Regions from separate parts of the Gossypium hirsutum genome. Here region 1 is linked to region 2. A link is a contact called in public Hi-C data. All regions are on one chromosome and are shown on one strand. Each heading gives the region's core, a stretch centred on a gene start, on an enhancer-like site or on the middle of the called end of the contact. The rest is flanking DNA. Distances are from core to core; before and after follow the strand shown. Region 1 holds the start of LOC107900012. Region 2 has its middle 37 kb from the start of LOC121210158.

Evidence for each region. A called contact is a pair of places that touch in the nucleus more often than the background predicts.
Region 1: a Hi-C map of leaf shows a contact between it and region 2, with 2.2 times the contacts expected there. The contact joins the promoter of LOC107900012 here to the enhancer-like site in region 2. A contact is called at or near these places in 6 of 34 Hi-C or Micro-C datasets (callus and leaf).

Annotation. Positions count from the first base shown.
Region 1 is chrA11:64,305,423-64,308,823 of Gossypium_hirsutum_v2.1, reverse strand. LOC107900012 reads right to left here and starts at 1,741. Exons shown (of 2, transcript XM_016825748.2): 1 at 20-1,741. The coding sequence starts at 100.
Region 2 is chrA11:64,039,932-64,043,648 of Gossypium_hirsutum_v2.1, reverse strand. No RefSeq gene overlaps it. Among protein-coding and RNA genes, the nearest start is that of LOC121210158, 37 kb to the left of the region's middle. Within about 2 kb of position 1,883, at least 3 of the 9 cell types and tissues checked have an H3K27ac peak or open chromatin away from gene starts, as enhancers often do. A contact at or near this core is called in leaf, where this site is marked.

The DNA.
Region 1 (3,401 bases), core at 492-2,991, 270 kb before region 2:
TGTGTGTATATATATATACCTGTTCTTTGAAAGTTTCTTCATGTTTTAAGATAGCCATCCTCATATACTCCTTATCGTACGGCCTAAGAAGATTCCCCATTGGAGTTTAATGTTGCTTGAAGAATACACCGAATATGTAGGATGAATAGATTTGGATTTGGATTTGGGAAATGAATAAAATGATCCCTTCTTTCCCAAGAAATTTGATAAGAAAGTAGATCACATAACAACTCTGATAATCAAATCACCTTTTTACTATTCCCACCTGTTAAAGTGAGCCCCCCCCCCCCCAAAAAAAAAAAAGCTGAGAATAAGGTTGTTGATTGGTAATGGATTGTTTATTATTGAGAGGAGAGAAGGGGGATGAATGGCATGAATTAATGTTTGTCCAGCACTAAAAATGAAAGTATGATAAACATCAACCACTTTTAGTTCCAGTATGATTTGTCTTCTTCTTCACATGTTCTTTGGGCCACCATTGATAAATCTTCCATACAAAATATCTTCCATTATGCAGCCTTGTCTATAGGTACATTATATATCACATGTGGTTTCAATGCCCTTCTTGGTTTCTTCTTATGTCTATTACTTTTTCTTTCACACATATATTAACCTTTATATAACCACATTTACAAAATAATAATAATCCACTATAAACCACTCCATCTAAATGGATATTCGGTACCTAATTACTATGAGTATACTAAATTAATAGGAGTGCAACACAGTTAGATGAGTATGTATGTATGTATGTTTTAAAATATTCATTTCATAGATTTAGATGTATTAAACTACACCAGCATCCATGAAAGAGTTGGTGTTTAAATGAAATTACATACATTTTGTATGTGTGGATATATGAATTTTGTTTAATTAAGAGGAAAAAAATCATTACTTTCATGGATCTTCTTAAAGTGATTGTTTAAGAAGGAAAAATATGAAAGCCGGTGATAACAAAGTTTAACAGTAGGATCATCATAATCACCATGTTAAAGGGTAACTCTAAAATGAAAATAATAAAAACCAAATGCATATATATCAAACACACAATTGAACATCCAAATTCCTTGCTTCCGAAAGTCAAACTCAACCTAATATTTTATGATTCTTATCTCTTTTATCCTCTTCTTGTTGCAATAAAATCATGCATCAGAAAAGAAAAGAAAAAAGGGATGGTAGTAGAGAATTGAAGTGCATATTCTGACCTGATACAAATTCTTGAAGAGGCTACCAAATTATGAAGAATCACAGCAGCTAAACCAGTTGAAGTTGAAGAAGATGAAGTAGAGAGAAATTGAGTTTTGCAAGGAGAAAGAGAAAAACCTTAAGTTGAGCCAAATCTAGGTTTTGAGAGAGAAAGAGGATGAGCTTGCTCTCTCACAATATTCCCCATCAGTATATACTGAAAACAAGGTCCAAATAAACTATAATATTTTGATATAAAGAGAGAGAGAGAGAGAGAGAAGAACTTAAGAATCTGGGGTGCATTCTTGGGTTTCAGGCATGCCAAACAAATGAGAGTGTAAATAGCCAATGCAATTCAAGTTTTGTGGAAGATGCCTAAGACAGGTCGAGCAATGCACTTCATTTATAAATTATTTTTATTAACATGTAACAGGATTTGCACATATCTATTATCTATATTTCTATATTAGGGTTTTTGGGGACAATCATCATAAAATAGTTGAGCTGCGTTTGCTATGGTGTGTGATTCACATGCACCCAAGAATTCTATATCCCTTCTAACAGTTGTCTCCTCCATTTTATAATTTTTTAAGAACAAAAAAAAAAAAAGGGTTAGTGGAAACTGATATGATGAGGGAGGTGTTCATGGTCCCTCCAACAATTACATCCCTGCCGTACGATAAGGGTGGTTACCCTTAACAAAACCATCATAAATTATTCATCACACCCATATCCACAGGATCAAAAAGATCTTGTTTATATAGTATCAGATACAGATATCACAATTAACAAAAATAACGTGCAACCCAGATGATGATGGATCATTTGGATCTGAGTTGTTGGATTCGATTTTCAACCCCACATTCAAACAATGATTATAGCCGTTAATTAGCCATGTGAGGAAGGTTGTTGCCAAAATCAATCAAACATATCCGACGGTCCACATAACTGGATGAAATATGGTACACATTAAATGTACTTATATATATATAACCTTTTATTATTATTATTGCATATGCAGCAGGTTTCTTGATATATAGAATTATTTTATAGATCTCTCTCTCTCATCATTCTTTTATATTGGGAAATTGCTTAATAAATAATTTATGTATTTGATTATTTGTCACTGTTGTGCTATAGCTGTACATGGTACAGACTGGAAGATGATCCCTTGAGGGGACCATATAAATGAAAAGATTAAATGGATTTTGTTTTCAGGAATATTTATCACAACACTTGAATTATATATATTTTTATTAATCTAATAAAATTGAAATCTTATGTTAATGTAGGTTATATTATTTATAAATTTAAAAATTCAAATTTAATTATTAATATTCATAAAAATAACATTATAATCAACATCGGTTTAATATAGATAATTTTAACAGTAAACTAAATTTGAAATTTGTCAGAATTTAACAAAAGTAAAATCCCATTCTTATCTTGAAAAGGAAGCATAATTGGTGAAACTTTTTATAATAATTAATTATAAACGTATTAGCATGATTAGGATAAATAATGAAGTATGCATTAGAAGAAAATTGTGTTTATTTATAGGAAGAAAAAGGGTGAGAATGGGGAAGCACGCGTTGCTGGTAAGGAGAGGTGCAACCGTATGGGGCCGTGGGTCCATTGCTGAAAAGGTTGAAGCAAGGGGCCACCCCAGAGGCTTATGTTCTTCTGTTGTCATTTAGGTCCCACCACCCACCATTTAAATAAAGAAATTAATTACACTTTATGGCTACTACTTTATTAGAAGATAGACAGCAACAAAAGATTTGTCAAAAATTTCAGGCTTCAACAGTATTCAGAAGGTGCAGATTTTTAGTCAGCAAAATAGGGGTACATTTACATTTACAAGATGCTATCTCTCTGTAACCCCACCCATTTGTGTTTCACCTTCTCACAAAGGAATCATCATTGGTCCAAAGAATATAAGCATTTTTGCAGAATAACATCTTCTTCAATTTAATCTCTGCTTCTGAGGATTATCAAATGATGGAACCTAAATTTAATTAAAGATTTGAAATATAAATAACTTTTAGTGAATTTAATCTGTACTTAATTGGGCGGGTTTTGTGGACAAAATCTTGCACCAAAGATATAACACGTGTCTGTTTGCTTTGATTCGGACATTCTATTTGATTTGATCTGATGAGTGTGAAACAACATGACTAATGAGTTTCCCCAATCAACCCTATCTTGTCGGATGA
Region 2 (3,717 bases), core at 634-3,133:
TTCTATACAGATTCTTTAACAAGAAATTGGGTCACACAACTCTAACATCTTTAAAGATACAAAAAGGATTCTCAAATTAAAAATTAGTAATATCAAAAATTAAATTAAAAGATTTCACTTATACATCTAAAGGATGAAAACCATGATTATTGAAAATAGATAGAACCGATCAAATCGAGAATCGTTCAGGAGTTAGGGAAGGAATCAATTAGTTTAGGAACCGATGTAAACCACAGTTAAACCGCTAACTATCAACTAGAAGAACCAATTAAAAAACTGATGAAACCAATTTTTTATGTTTTGGACCAAAAATCCTTGACCAAAACCCAAAATAAAATCCTTTTTCTCAAATCCTTTGAAACTTTTTTTTAAGACACTTATAGCTCATTTGGTTACTAATATAATAACATAAAAAAATTATTTAGTATTTGTGTATTATAGTAGTTAGATATAAAATAAAAAATATTAGAATAAATTTAAATTTCAAATTAAAAATATAAACAATAACTCTTGTAAAAAATGAGATTTCTATAAAATAAACGAAAATTTTTTCTTTTCTATATTAAAAATAAGTCATAAAAATAATTAATTATTATTAATTATTAATTTATTACTAAGTAGGATAGTGAATAGCTCCTCTTTTTACCCTCTCTCAAATAAAATGTACAACACTGAAATTCAAACGAAAAAGACTGGTAGAAGTTTGAGATGAACGGTGAATTTCTCATAGTTTAAGTGAAAAAAGAGAGTACAAGACAAATAGAGGAATATTGCGAAGCGAAAATAGGTTGAAAGTGAGGGATAATGATAAATTTTTAGGGTTTTTTGTTTTATCTTTTTTTCTGTTATGGGCTTAAAGTAGATGGGCTTGTGATATATAAAGTGAAAATTTGATCCAAATTTAGTTGAAGTGTAATTTTTTAAGGGTAAATATTTGTGAAATTTTTTTAAATTTTTTTTATAAATTGTGTTATAAATTTATCACATGTTTTATTTTATTATTTTTTATTATTCCTTACATATATTTGATATCACCTTAAACCTTGTTTATAATTTTTTTAAAATTTTAGCGACAATATATAAAATATTTTTCTTCTTTTAAAAGTGTTTTTTAATTATTGGTTATGATATTATTAAAAAGATTACACCAATAAATAATAAATGAAACAAATTAGACCCGAAAACATTTATATTCACACGATTTTCTTTATTCGATAAACCGATAAATGTGGGGTGAAGGAGGAAAAGTGATTGGGAGCTGACACGATTCACGTGCAGGAAAACATTCTTCAACGTCAGCAGAAACCGATGTTCCTGACCGGTCTATTATAAACTAATAAAAGTATATATTTTAAATATTAAAAACAGGTCATATTTATTTATTAATAAAATATCATATCCTAATAAATCCAGCTGGTTCAGACTAAACCGAACAGATGATATGACCATTAGAAAGGCCTGATGCATCCCCCAAGGTTTTTGGGGCCAAACTTTCTTGAGTCAACTATCTAAAGCAAGCTATTCCCCACCAACCTCGCCCCAAATCCAACCTATTTTAATTTCTTTCTAAAGAATTTAGTATTTAGGCAATAAGGTATGAAAATTAAAATAATTATAAAGTATACTCTTAATAAAAAAGAACAAATTTCACAAGTATTTTTTTATATATTTTTAAATATAATTGAAGTTTTCCATTATATTGTATCTTTCAAAAATGTATTAAAGTTGAAGTTGTGAAACTTTGATAAGTGACGTCGGAATTTCGTGTAGGTGTGAATTTTTTTAAATTTATGCATATCTTTAAATATATATAAATGTGATGTGATTCTCTATAATAGTTGGTGGGGCAAAGGTGTCACGTGAAGTCCAGGTGTGATCAACATTATTGGCCCCTCCTATTTGCCACCTCTTATCAGAAGAAGACGATGGTCCAATGATCCATAAACGCAGAGCGCTACCCTTCCCTTATCACCTATCCTATCACCCCTCCCTATTCTTTTCATCATTTACATGAAAACCAAAGTTTTAAGTTTACCCTGTGAATCAGAGTTGCCCTTTCCAACCAACAAAAAATATGACACTTATTTATAGGAATAAACCAACATCAATGGATACAAATATTTTGCGTAAATTGAAAATCTTACAAGCATGAAGTAGAAAAACCAAATATTGAAATTAATATGAGTCAATTTCAGAAATTATAAAATAGCAACGTCACCTCCATCCACTTTCAGGTACGACACAGAGCTGAGCTGCCCCAACTTGGCTGCCAACTTCCAATTCCAAACCTCTTTTCTATCTTTAACAATTATGTGCTGCATTTTTCTTTCTTTCTTTCTTTGTTTATGGGAGTTTTTTTATTCAACACATTAAAAGGCCATTGCCATTGATTTTCTTTCTTTCTTTTTAAATTGCATGTTGAATTTATATATATATATTGTCTTTTTAAAGTTTATATATTTAAATAAAATAATTTAAATATAATAATTAAAATAAAATTACATCAAATTCACACGACAACTATGTATCGTAAATTATATAAATGATATCTTTTGGAAAAATTATTCAATTAATGTACTCTTCCTATTTAAAATTACCATGCAATTATCAACAAAATAAAAGAACGATGATTGTTAACATCCAAGTGATACGGTTCAAACCCTTTTAATGTAATTTTTCCATGCTCAAATTTCAACTTACCTTTGTAGCAAGAAGTAAGTAAAAACATACATATAGTTTATTTTTATTTAATGATTTGATATGGTGCTAACTCATTTTATTAGTTTAACAAATTTTTTAAAATTATAAATATATATAATTAATGATAATTTTTATTTAAGTTACTAAACTATTTAAACATTTTTATTTAAGTCACTATGTTGTTATTTCTTTTTAAAATTCAGCTAGCAAGTTCTAAGCGATAATTCGAAGATTAGTACGGTGTATCAATGTTCATTGATGAGTAAATGAATATACCTTAGATCCAATTCAATTTGGAGGTCAGTACCGAAAATTAAAAAATAAATTGTTTGGACTTTGATTTGTACATTTATGACATTCAAAACTATTTTGATTGGTGTAAGCGATGTAAAAAAAATGTCATACAATAACTATTTTAACATTATGATGATATCAATAAAAACTTTTAAATAATTCAATAATCACTTTATAAATTTAAAAAATTAAATAATTAAAATAAAAAATCACTAATAATTTAATTATCATTAGTTTTCCTTAAAAGAAAAAAAAAACAGGAAGAAGTGCTTGGACCCGCGATAAAAGCTGTGGGTTTTCTAATTGAATAGTATCCTAAAATCAATGTATATGTATTGGGTCTGCATCAGCACCAAGAAGCTTGGAGTTTGCGGTGGTTAGCTAAATTCAATTAAGGGGGGGGGGGGGGTTGTTTGATTCTAGACAGTGGTACTTTATTTTACATTATGTTATAAAACATTTTATTTAAATATATAACTTTTATTCTAATATTTTATTATATAATAAGATTAAAATATGCTCCTGGTGTAAGTATTTTTTCGTTTATTAAAATCTAGTGATTTTATTTTTATTTCAAGGTATTTTTAGTCACTTAGATTTAATTATTAATATCAATATATTTTTTTAATTTATTAGTGTGATATTTTAAAATAAAAAATATTCATTTGATATTATATAATAAAACTAATCATATTATAATAATCAAAATAAAATTTAACAGTA